2 separate regions of the Mus musculus genome follow, and region 1 is linked to region 2. A link is a contact called in public HiChIP or PLAC-seq data. All regions are on one chromosome and are shown on one strand. Each heading gives the region's core, a stretch centred on a gene start, on an enhancer-like site or on the middle of the called end of the contact. The rest is flanking DNA. Distances are from core to core; before and after follow the strand shown. Region 1 has its middle 44 kb from the start of Trim24. Region 2 overlaps Gm38791 (a long non-coding RNA gene).

Region 1 (5,946 bases), core at 2,129-4,628, 97 kb before region 2:
GTCACAATAAAATCTATACAGATGATCAGCCAAATGAAATAAATGCATAATACCACGTATGTGGTTATGTAGATGGGTAATGAGCTTTCCTTCTCGCTCCAAACACGCCACTCTCCAGGGAATTCCACACATTTCATAACCAGAAATCCCTAGATTTCATTCCCTTTCAGTTATCATAGTAGTGATAAGCATAATTGATAAAACATTAGTCAATGTTAATCAACTTAACCTTTAGTCTGTTTCCTAACTCAACATTTTGGTGGCAGGGCTGAAAGTCTAATTTTGCCTTCATCTTTCCAGTGCCAAGAGCCCATTCCAAAGCTGTCTAGGGACTAGCCACTATTCATCTTATTAATGTTCAATAGGTGTTAGTCACACTGTATGGATTCCAAGGTTTTTAGGAGCAGTAAAAGTTAGCAAGCCAGCCAGGGCTATACAGAGAAACCCTGTCTCAAAAAACCAAAAAAAAAAAAAAAAAAAAAAAAAAAAGTTAGTGAAGAATTTGAAAACAAAATATTTTACAACTTTGATGAGAGCCTCTTGAAGGTAGTAAGTCCTATAGAAATCTCAGATTTCTATATATATGGAGGGACAGAGAGAGACTGACTTTGGGAGCTGAGTGTGATGATGCCCACCTATAATCCTAACACTGGAAGGTTGAGGCAAAAGGATCATTACTGTATGTCCAGCCTGGCTGTATTAGTGACTTTTCTGTTGCTGTGCAACAGAACACTGCACTTCCTCCAACAATTCCATACTTCCTAAGCCTCCCAAAGAGTGCTCCAACTGAAGGAGGAGTATGCATTCAAATGCCCGAAACCATGTGAGATATTTCTCATTCAAACTTCCACACTAGTCTATTTAATGAGACTTTGCAAAAGAAAAAAAAAATGAAAAAAGAAGCTAGAGAGATGGCTTGGCAGTTAAGAGCACTGACTGCTAGGTTTGAATTCTAGTAACCACATGGCAACTCACATCCATTTATAACTTTATAACACTAGGTCCAGAAGATCCAGCATTTTCGTTTGACCCCTTTGGCACTAGGCATGCATAGAGTACACAGACACAGATATAGGTAAGACAGCCATGCACATACATTTTTTTTTAAGAGAGAAAGGATTCTAGAGCATTATGTACTTGTGAGAAGTAAGGAAAGTATGAGTTGTGTATATAATGGTAGACTATAGGCTACCTCTATCTGAGGAAGAGAGTCAGAAAAAAGAAAAATTAAATTTTATTGCAAAGAGAGAAATAGAGGAAACACTTGAGAAATCTATAAGGGAAAAGATAATGGGAAAGAAGAAAACTGGAAGTGTTACACAGAGTAACAAACAACTTGTTGCCAGCTACACAGTTCCGTGTGTGGCGGGGAAGGGAGTGGACACAGAAGCTACTTCCAAAGCAGTTAGTTTTCCTCCAGCCATGTAGTGCTGTGTACTTAAAGGTACTTCTCCAAACCAGAGCAAAACAAAAAAACAAACAAAACAGAACAACAACAAGAAGATGAGCCAAAGCTTTATGCTTTATCCACAAATATACAGTGTAGAACATTGAAACACACATACACACACACACACACACACACACACACACACACACACACCCGGGAGAGGGGGCCACAAAGCAGCAGGACTCCTCGATTACCAGTCAGAGACACTGAGTGGGATGAAAGGCCAAGGGAAGATTTCCTAATTTTCCGCTAAAACTCCAAAGAGGCTTTTTTTGTTTTGTTTTCTTCAGGGTTTCCATTGCTGTGATAAACACCTTGACCTAAAACAACTTGGGAAGGAAAGACTTTATTTCATCTTCTAGTTCCACATCACTGGCCTTCAGAGAAGGACTTAGGGCAGGAACCAAAGCACAAGCCATGGAGGGATGCTGCTTACTGGCTTGCTTTCTCAGTCTGCTTTCTCATACACCTCAGGACCACCTGCTTGCAATGGCATCACCCACAGTAATCTGCGCCCCCCCCCCCCCCCCCACTAATCATTAATCAAGAAACTACCTCACAGACTTGCCAATGGAGGCATTTTCTCAATTAAGATTCTCTTTTCCCAAATATGTCTAGATTTGTGTCAAGTTGACCCAAATCAATGAGCACAAAGATAGAAACAAGCAGAGGAATTTATCCACTACCCAGAGAGAAGAATCAGCAACAGAAGAAAAAGCTGCTGGCAAAATAAATAGGGAAATTAGAGATGCGAATGGAAATGTCAGTGGTGGGAAAGAAAAAGACAATGAGAAAATGAAGATTTTGGGGGGTAAAGTAGAAATTCTGGAAATAAAAAGCTCAACAAATCAAATACAAAAAACAACAGAACCATCACCAACAGACTCGCCAAGCAGAAGAAAAAACTAGGGATATCTACAAGCATTAGGGTGTTGCCGTGGAAGAGTACCTTGGCAGGTTGGACCCAAGGAATGCCTCAGAGTCACATTATGGAACAGATATTACAGATATTATGTGAGAGATTTGTTGGGGGTAGAGGAAGGCCACCTTTGAGCAGGAGTGAGAGAAGGGTTGTGAGGGAGGGAGAGAGACAAAGAGACAGAGACAGAGGGTGGGACATTATGGCAGGGGCCTTTATAATGGGTACTCAATTTGTGGCGACAGCGGTAATGTGTTGCATGACAAGCTGGTGATGATGTGGCTGCAGGCAAGGTGACCTCGTTCCTAATGACAAGATTGTTGGGATGAGGATGACCCACAACATCCAAGAACTTTGCAAAATGATTAAGAGATGAAACATAAGAATGCATGGGAGGCAAGGATCTGAGATAACCAGTAGAGACTCGTAATGAGATAACAGCATTCTAGAGGAGGATTTATTCAATGGAACTATTATATTCTTCACAGAAATAGAAAAAGAAATCGTAAAATGTATTTGAGAGCACAAAAGGCCCTATAGACAAAGCAATCCTTAGCATAAAGAACAATGGCAGGCATAGCAATATCAGATCTCAAATTATATTATACAGACACAGTAACAAAGACGGACAAAACAGACATAAAAACTAGTGACATAGAATAGAGGAGCCAGAGATGAAACCATACTGTTAATAGCAACCTAATTTCTGACAAAGCTGTTTTAAAAAATACGTTGGAGAAGATAGCCTCTTTAAAGAAAGAGAATGGATAGTCCTGGCAAAACCGGATTCATACATGCTGAAAATTGAAATTTGACCTGTATCTCTCATCCCGCACAAAAATCAGTTCATCGTGGATCCAACATTGACCTGAAACTGAAACGGCTGAAGGCAGATTCAGGGAAAGCGCTCGAGACACAGGCAGAACTTTCTGAAAAGGACTCCAACAGCACTGGACGCTGTCCTAGATTGACAAGTAGAACCTTCTGAATAACAGAGGAAGCAATCACCATAATGAAGAGACTGCCTACAGAATGGGTGCTGCACACAGACCTCACTTGGGTCCTCAATCCACAGGCAAAACTTGGGTTCGGTGGTTACAGACCAGCAAGGAGTTGGCACGGATGACAAAAAAATACAGACCAAAGGGAGTGTGGTATCTGAATGTATTTTTGTCAAAGTGAGCATCAGTCTTTTATAATATAAAAGAAATTAAGTGATACATTAAGGCCATTCAAGGTACATTGAAGTTATCTGATGCAAAATTACTTTGACAACAAAACAGAGGAATGTGTACTTAAAAGCTAACAGGAACCAACTGGGATAAAATCAGTGTTAACAACTGGGATCAAAAGCAGTTCCACCTAAGGTCAGCTTAATCTTAGAAGCCAGGGGCAAGGGCTTCGTGCCCTTGCCTTAGTTCTAATTCTAGTCTATTGTATAGTCTACCTTCCCCCTAGGCCATTGCAAATTCCTGTGTGTGGGTGTAACTCAGCTATCTATAGTTCTAAGTATTTACTCCAATTCCTTCTTAGACCACAACCTTCCTTCTTCCTAGGTCATTGTAAATTCTTGCATATGGGAGTAGCTCAGCTATTATTCTAAGTGGTAGCTATTATTCTAAGGGACTTTCTACTAATAAGTAATGTAGTCTACCATACATAATTATAATAAGAATTCTAAACTTATGTTGCTAAGCTTGCCCTGAGATTTCTAACTATATGTAGTAGATAGTAATGCCTGATTTCTTTCACTGTCTCTCTTACGATACTAGAGGCAATTCTGAATGTCACCGAATAGGCAACATTCTTACTGAATTCAAAGCTCATGGTCAGCTCAAGGATTACTTCGGACATTGGTGAAGGCCAGGAAGCAAAGTTCAATTTTGCTTAGGTATTTGGCAAGTCATTGCTTGGAGACACCTATAGTAAAACAATACTGAGGGCAAGCAGATCCGTTCAACGACTAAAGCAAGGACATTATTGGAGCATTCGTTATACAGGATGCCATGGTTCTAGGAGACTAAGTTTCTGTGAACTTTTTGCCTCAGGACTACATCCAGGTTTTTGGGCCTGTCACGTGTGTCACTACTAGAGTGGATGTAGCAGATGGGAAAATAATTATTGCCAACCATTGTCTAGACCCCCCCCCCCCCAGAGTTATATCTAAAATACATAAACACACACACACACTAAGCATCAACCCTCATCCCCCAAGTCATCTAACCAATAAACAAGCTAATGAGATGAATAGACAGTACTCAAAAGGACACATACAAATGTCCAATAGTCCAATGAATGATTGAAGAAAAGGCAGAGGGAGGAGGATCTATGTGAGTTCATCAGTCAGTTCCAGGCCAATTGAGACCCTGTCTCCAAAAAGGAAGGAGTAGGAAGAGGGAGAAAAGAAGAGGAGGAAAGAAAGAAAAGAAACACAACAAATGGATGAAGATATGAGAAGAGAGGAATCCTTAATTCTGGTGCAAACGAAACTTGTGCAACTACTGGGGAGATTGGTGTGGAGATTCCTCAAAGAACTGAAAAACAAACAAGCAAATAACAAAACAACCAACCAGACAAACAAACCACAAAAATGTACCCTATGGCCTGGTTAGTTGTAGTTACACTACTCTTGTGTCCTGAAAGAAGTTGTAAAGATACCACAGAGAATTGTGCCTATCTGCCTTAATTGCTGCACTACTCATAAAAAGCAGCAAATGGAACCAGCCTAGATGTCAGTCCACAGAAGAATGGACTAAGAAAAATCTAGTACATATATACAGTGGGATATTTTGCAGCCATAAAGAAGAATAAAGGCAGGGCATTTGTAGGGACATGCGTGTAAATAGAAATTGTGTTACATGAAATAAGCCAGACCCAGGAAAATGTCTTTCATATGCAGAAGCTAGATTTAAAATGATTTATGTGTGTATTTATGTATGCATGGGTTGATCCTGAAACTTGAAAAGGAATCATGAGAGGGTAGAAAGGGACCTTAAGGGAGGTGGTTAATAGGATAAGACTATACACGTGTAGAAAGCAGAAGTTAGGACTAACTGGGGAAGAAAGTTAACCGAAGCTTGGGCATGGTGACTCCTGCCTGTAGACCTGACAGTCATGAGGTTGAAGTAGACAGATTGGTATGAACTCAATGCCAGTCTGGGCTATAGAATGTGACTATATAAATACATAAAAAACGAAAAGAAAGGAAAAAGAGAGAAGTGAGCAGGCCGGCAGCTGGAGTTGCAAGTGAATGGGAGTAGGCAGTAGTGAAAAATAAAAATAACGTGTAATAACACATGTGTGAAAGTGCCACAATGAAATCTATCACTTTGTATGCAAGTCTAAAAAGAAGAGAATATATAAACAGTTAACAATGTGATTATGTCAAAGAACACAAGAACCAACTTGGAGAGGAACCATTGTCTTCTAGAAGGCTCCAGCCTTCACTTCCTGGTAATGGTTCTGGAGTGCCTAGAGATGGAGTAAGATAAAGGCCACCTACACCAGACTTCCTCAGCAACAGTTTCCAGCCCCCACACCCTGATAATGGAATGTCCTAGCCACCTGGTCTGAAACA
Region 2 (6,702 bases), core at 2,456-4,955:
TTCTTGAGTTAGATATGTCCAGGAACACAGGTTCAGTTTGACCTAGATAATATGTTCTTACATGGAAATGATTTCATGAAATATTTACAGTTACCGAACAACAGAAAGTCAAATCAAGGCACTTTTCAAATATGCTGGTGAGAAAAAAAGATGAAAAAGGGAAAAGAAAAAGGAAAATGTCGTTTATTGTTTTGAACACCAGGGAAGGGCAAACAGGGTCCCTGTATTTGGGGTTTCTCTTGAACTTTTAACAGAGAGTATCCTTGCTGTCTCCCTGTATCCTGCTGTGAGGCCCCAGCTCTGAAGACAGGGGATGGGGGTGGGGTGGGGGCGGGGTGGGATCGAAGCTGAAAGCCTGTAGATGAAAGGAAGCGCGGGAAGCCGGGGCAGATGACACGTGACCTTCTTTACTCTGGTGGAGGCAATGGCCTCTGGTCTCAGGGGCATATTTATACAAAAATCACACAAAGGTGGCACTCTGCCAGGGATGACTCATAGTTACATAACAGGCTACATCGTTGGTGATATGTGCTGCTGGCTGACTCATCTTCCCGGATATCCTGTGTGAGCCATATTTAGCACATTATGGATTTCTACATTGGTGCTTTGCTGTTTAAACCTTTTCGTGGCCCGTATGGCCTTCAGTTCTCTTTACCTGCCTTTCATTTTTTTCTTTCTTATAATTTTTTCTTCAGTATAGATTTGATGCCTTGTAGAATATCCCATCTTCTGGATATATTCAGTTGTTTCTATCTGATATATTTTGTTTGTCTATTTATTTATTATTATTAGTCCCTCTCTCTGTGTGTTACGTCCATATCTGTGCATACACGTTTGCCCGTGTTTGGACATGGTTGTGTGGAGGTGAGTGTGCAAAGACAGCCTGGGATAAATGAGAACCTTCCCTAAAAAAAAAGAGAGACAGAAAGAGAGAGGGAGAAGGAGGGAGGGAGGGAGGGAGGGAGAGAGAGAGAGAGAGAGAGAGAGAGAGAGAGAGAGAGAGAGAGAGAGAGAGAGAGAGAGAAAGAAAGAAGAAAGAAAGGAGAAAGAAAGAAAGAAAGAAAGAAAGAAAAAGAAGAAAGAAAGAAAGAAAAAGAAAAAAAGAAAGAAAGAAAGAAACAAATCAACAACATCCAGGTTTGGGCAAAGACTAAATTTAAATATGTATTTAATAAAATATAAAAAACATGGCTCACTTTCTATGGAATATTTCCCAGGACCAGCAGCCATCTCTTGCATTTTATTTATTTATTTATTTATTTATTTATTTTTTGAGACAGGGTTTCTCTATAGCCCTGGCTGTCCTGGAACTCACTTTGTAGACCAGGCTGGCCTCGAACTCAGAAATCTGCCTGCCTCTACCTCCCGAGTGCTGGGATTAAAGGCGTGTACCACCACGCCCGGTCTCTCTTGAATTTTCTAGGTGGGAGATGCGTACCCTAAAATTGCACTGTGCTCTGGCAATGGGTAACTAAAAGTTCAGTCTCAGAAGACTGCCTCCCACCCCCCAGTGCCCAAACCCCGGAGCTTCTAGAGACCAGCTGGTTGTAAATTGAGGCTGTTTACACAACTCCTTTCATAGGTTCAATAATTTATTACAAAGGTCTGCAGAACCCAAGGAAAAAGTGACATTTGCTGGCTTCTTACAAAGGACTACAAGAACTCATGCCTATTAAACCAACAATACTGTTATTCCTAGCATCATAGTCTAGAATATATCTCGTTTCAGAGGAAACCAATATGGTCAAAATATCCTGCTTTAATACCATGTTTTCCCCACGACAGCAGTATAAATCCAACAGGGACATGACTCCATATGTAGGCTTTATTGGCTGCTAACATGTCTCCATTTAAGGCGGCTTTACAAACTGCGTCCCTGTGAGATGCTCTGAAGGTTTTTGCACCACAGGTTATTGTACCACTCTGAGACTTGGAAAATCTTTCCTTTGTAACACAGGAGAACTGTGAAAGGGATGTGTCTGCTTTGGCCTGTGCTTGCTTTCTCAAGGTGTGTGACAGGCTTTCCCCATAGAGGGGTAGGGGGGGAGCCAATTCAGCCTAATTAAAAGTAGAAAAGGCAAGTTTATTTGGGAAATGGGCTCTTGGGTGAGTTCACCAGTCTCAGGGGGAAATACTGGAAAAAGTCGCAGGCAGACGATATCGTGGAAGTTTTTTATAGACTGCAGGTGAAAGAAAAGGATGCATTTGCCACAGAATGTGTGTGTGTGTGTGTGTGTGTGTGTGTGTGTGTGTGTGTGTGTGTGTGTGTGTGTGTTGGGGAGCCTTGGGTGGCTGGTGACTTCATGAGGTTGGGACAGTTGTCAGGAATGTCAGGAATGCAGGACTGGGCTTTTGGTGCCTTTTCTGTTTGTAGGCTTTCTAGGGGAAGGGGGAAGGGAATTTGCTGGACCATGTAGGTGAGGGACACAGCCAGGATCTCCAATTAGTGTACACCAGCTTTAAGAAACTGGCTTGTGTAAGGTAAGGATCCAGCTGATTTCTTAGAAACTTGATGCACACACACACACACACACACACACGCGCGCTCACACACACACACACACACACACACACACACACACACACCACCTTCCTCTGCTTGATCCTGAGCCTCCATATCCTGCACATGAAGACTTTAGACAAGTGCTACCACACCTGGTTCTATGCTGTGCTTGGGTTTGAACCTAGGGCTATCTGCATGCTAAGCAGATAGTCTACCAGTTCAGCTGTATCCTCAGCCCTTGCCATGTATTTATTTGTTTGAATCAAATATCACTATGTAGCTCAATTGGTTTTAAACTCAAAAGCCCTTCTGCTTCGGTCTCCTAAGTACTAAGACTATGGGCATGTGGTACCATGCCCGGTTCTACTTATCTTTAAATTTTCTTTAAAAACATTTGCTTGTTTGATTTGTTAAGAGTGTGCATGTATGTGTGTGCCACGTGTGGAGATCAGAGGACAGTTTGCAGAAGTTTGTTCTGTCCTTCCATCATATGGATCCCAGAAAAGTCAACTTGTTGGGCTTGCCTACAAGCATCCGTAAAGACTGAGCCGTCGTCTCACCAGCCCTCAGCTTGTCTTTTTTTTTTTTTTTAACTTTAATTAAAAAAAAAAAATTGTGTGTATTGGTGTTTTGCCTGAATATGTATGTCTGCATAAGGGTGTTGGGTACCCAGGAACTGGAGTCATATACAGTTGTGAGCTGCTATGTGGGTGTTGGGAATTGAACCCAGGTCCTTTGGAAGAGTAGACTGTGCTCTTAACTGCTGAGCCATATCTCCAGTCCTGCTACTCTTACCTGCCCCCCTCAGAAATCTGCCAGCCTCTGCCTCCTTGGTGCTGGGATTAAAGATGTGCACCATTCATAGTTCTTCTATCTCTCAAATAATAAGTTCCCTGTAAGTTATAAAATTTGACTTCTAACTCATCTATTTAGAGTAAGACCAACAAAGCCATCCTAGTGGATAAGACTAAGTTGTTGCAGGGCAAATCTCACTTGTCTGCTCACTAGCAGCATGTATGCAGGCAAATGACTTAAAATCTATGAATCCCAGCGTAATCAGCAACAGAATGTCTATCACTTGTGCATTTTGAAGGCTGAATGAAGTATTTTAAATGCAAAGTGCTTTTAGTAGAGCACTCAGTAAATAGAAGCACTCAACAGATTACCCTTGGCCGCAGTGTTTCCTTAGAGATCTTACCCAGTCACTACCTAGTCCCCATACTCAGACAGTGAACAAGTTCTGTGGTGGTTTGAATGAGAATGGGCCTCATGGGCTCCTAAATTTAAATACTTGGTCCCCAGTGTTGTGTTTTATAAAAAGGTAAGAGAAAACAGGGATGTTTAGTGGAAGCCAAGTGTGGTATGGGGGAAAGGGGGTGCCTCTGTGGGCCCATGCCGAAGCATTCCTTCCTCCTGGGGAATCAGCCGCACAATGGTATAGTGTAGAATAGAATTTATTTAGAATATGGGGAGGTGAGTAGAGGGGGTAGTAGAGACAGAGAAAGGGAGAGAGAGAGAGAGAGAGAGAGAGAGAGAGAGAGAGAGAGAGAGAGAGAGAGAGAGAGGCTAGCCATGAGCATGTGGAGAGAGGGGGGAGGGGGGGAGGAATAGGGGGAGAGAGAGAGAGAGAGAGAGTAAGGAGCAAGAGGACAAAGCAAGAAAACAAGAGAGAATAGGGCAAGCAGCCTCTTTTATAGTGAGTCAGGCACACCTGACTGATGCTAGGTAACTGTGGGGCAGAGCCTAGACTAAATGCAGACGCCCAGTAGCTGGAACTGTTTGGAAAGGATTAGGAGGTGTGGCCTTGTTGGAGGAGGTGTGTCAGTGGCCGTGACAATGTTTCCAAAGCTCACACTATTTTCAGTGTCTCTTGATCTGCTTTGCCATAGTGCCTCAAGATATAAGCTCTCAGCTCCACTCCAGTGCCAAGCCTGCCTACTCTCAACCATGCTCTCTACTTTGATGGTTATGGATTCTAACTCTTCTGAAACTGTAAGCCTCATGAAAACTCTTTCTTCTTTTAAGTTGCCTTGGTCATGGAGCCTTATCTCAATAACAGAATAATTTTTAAAAAAGTCCCTAAGACAGGTCATTCCATAGAATTCTTTTCTTTTCCCCCTTTACTCTGATTCTGTCATCAGGTAGCTTTGCTAAATGAACTTGAGCATCGTAAGTGAAATTCAGTGTGTGTTTACTAAAGAAGTGTACAGTAGCAAGCTTTAACAGAGTTGTAACTCCCTTCTGACTAGGGTGTGTTTCACTCATCGTGAGAGTGATGAGTTCCATGGTTCTGGAACTCAGTTCTCATGGTTCCTGCTCATGGGCTCATTCCACTGCACCTTGACACCTCTCAGAATGGAGCATCAAGACAAACCACTTGGGATTTACCACAACCACAGTGTATTTAAAGGATGCCTCTGTCAGAGAGAAGAGGTCGGGGATCAGGAGGAGTAGAAGGAGGGAAAACTACAGTTGGGGTCATTGAATGAGAGAATAATAATGATTACAATACTACTACTAATAATAATAATTACAATAATAAATGCCTCTGCAGCTGGCCTCCTGGATGTCTCTATGCTGCTGGCCTCCTGTGAGCCCAGACTGAGTTTCAGCATCAGCATCAACATTGTGAGTACTGCCATCAGGGAGAGTGGGGCTGGGTCTCACATTTGTAAACAGAGCACTAAACTCAAGTGGGAGAGCATCTACAGGTCCCAGGCCAGCCTGGGATGCTAAGTCCGAGAATCTGTCTCAAGAAACCCAAAAATCCACCAATCCAAAACAGTTGGGGAGGTAGGTGGGACACATATTTGTAATCCCAGCACTTAGGAAGATGAGACAGGAGGATCACCATGAATTAAAGTACAGCCTGGGCTAAAGAGTGAAAGTTATCTCAAGATAAAACCAAACAAAAGGAAAACCCAGGCAAACCAAGGAAGCAGGTTGGTGAGGAGAGGCTGAGGCTACAGCTCAGCAGAAGAGCACTAGCCTACCATGGACAAGCCTCCTCATTTGATTTCTGCCACTAGAAAAAAGGGTTTGTGTGTATGTGTAGCAAAGATATATTCATATGACATTCATAGCACAAAACAAATGTATAGAATAATTAAAATAGCAATATATAACTATAGCCTATATAGCTATAGCCAATTTTTGACAACAGTATTAAAAACATACATTGGGGAATAAAAGTCCCTTCAACAGTGGTGCTGAGAAACTAAAAACAAAAGCAAAAAAAACCAACAAAACACTATTCACACACCAAAGAATGAAAGTAGATCCATATCTCTTACCTTGAACAAAAATAAATTCAGAATGAATAAAAAATTTTAATAAACATTTGAGACATTGAAACTGGTAGACTAAAGGGAAAACCTTCAAGACACAACTGTAGGTATGAACTTTCTGAAAAGGACTCTAGTAGCACATGAACTAACCCCAAAGAATTGGTGGTGGGATTACATTAAAGAGCTACTGTACAGCACAGGAAACCATTAACAGAGTGAAGAGACCCTGTACAGAAGAAGAGGAGAGAAAATCTTTGCAAGCTGTACTTCAAAGAAAAAAATAATATATAGACTATATAAAGAACAGATCTAGGATATATAAAGAACTGTGAAGAGCAGGGCGTGGTGGCGCACTCCTTTAGTCCCAGCACTTGGGAGGCAGAGGCAGGCGGATTTCTGAGTTGGAGGCCAGCCTGGTCTACAAAGTGAGTTCCAGGACAGCCAGGGCTACACAGAGAAACCCTGTCTTGAACCCCACCCCCCACCCCCCAAAAAAAGAGAAAGAACTCTGAAAATCAAGCACAAAACAGACATCTTCAATTAGCAAATGGGTTCATGAATTGAACAGTTCTCAAAAGAAGAAAGACAACCCAGGTGCAGTGGCACACTCCTGTAATCCCATAACTCAGAAGGTGGAAGCAGGAGGAACAGAAATTAACCTGTTTCAAGCCTGGTGGTGATGACGCACACCTTTAGTGTAAGCACCCAGGAGGCAGAGGCAGGCAGAGGTCAGCAGATCTCTGTGAGTTCAAGGCCAGCCAGATAGTTCCAGGACAGCCAGAGCTGCACAAAGAAACTGTCTCAGAAAAAAAAAAAAATTCCAAGGAGGAAACATAAATAAATGATTAATAAATATTTTGAATAGTCTTAAATATCCATAGATATCAAGAAAATAAAAGTTAAAGGTACTTT

What was found. HiChIP or PLAC-seq counts read pairs in DNA pulled down with a chosen protein or histone mark.
Region 1: a contact with region 2 is called in an H3K27ac HiChIP or PLAC-seq map of embryonic stem cells, with 16 read pairs. The contact joins two enhancer-like sites. A contact is called at or near these places in 1 of 15 datasets of contacts at CTCF or cohesin (CD8 T cells), 4 of 484 Hi-C or Micro-C datasets (CD8 T cells, Th1 cells, regulatory T cells and 1 more) and 7 of 115 datasets of contacts at active chromatin or transcription factors (CD8 T cells, effector CD8 T cells, embryonic stem cells and 2 more).

The regions. Positions count from the first base shown.
Region 1 is chr6:37,823,398-37,829,343 of GRCm38.p6, reverse strand. No RefSeq gene overlaps it. Among named protein-coding and RNA genes, the nearest start is that of Trim24, 44 kb to the left of the region's middle. Within about 2 kb of position 3,378, at least 11 of the 459 cell types and tissues checked have an H3K27ac peak or open chromatin away from gene starts, as enhancers often do. A contact at or near this core is called in embryonic stem cells and trophoblast stem cells, where this site is marked.
Region 2 is chr6:37,726,349-37,733,050 of GRCm38.p6, reverse strand. All of the region lies in intron 3 of Gm38791 (a long non-coding RNA gene), which reads right to left. Among named protein-coding and RNA genes, the nearest start is that of Gm38791, 15 kb to the right of the region's middle. Within about 2 kb of position 3,705, at least 31 of the 459 cell types and tissues checked have an H3K27ac peak or open chromatin away from gene starts, as enhancers often do. A contact at or near this core is called in embryonic stem cells and trophoblast stem cells, where this site is marked.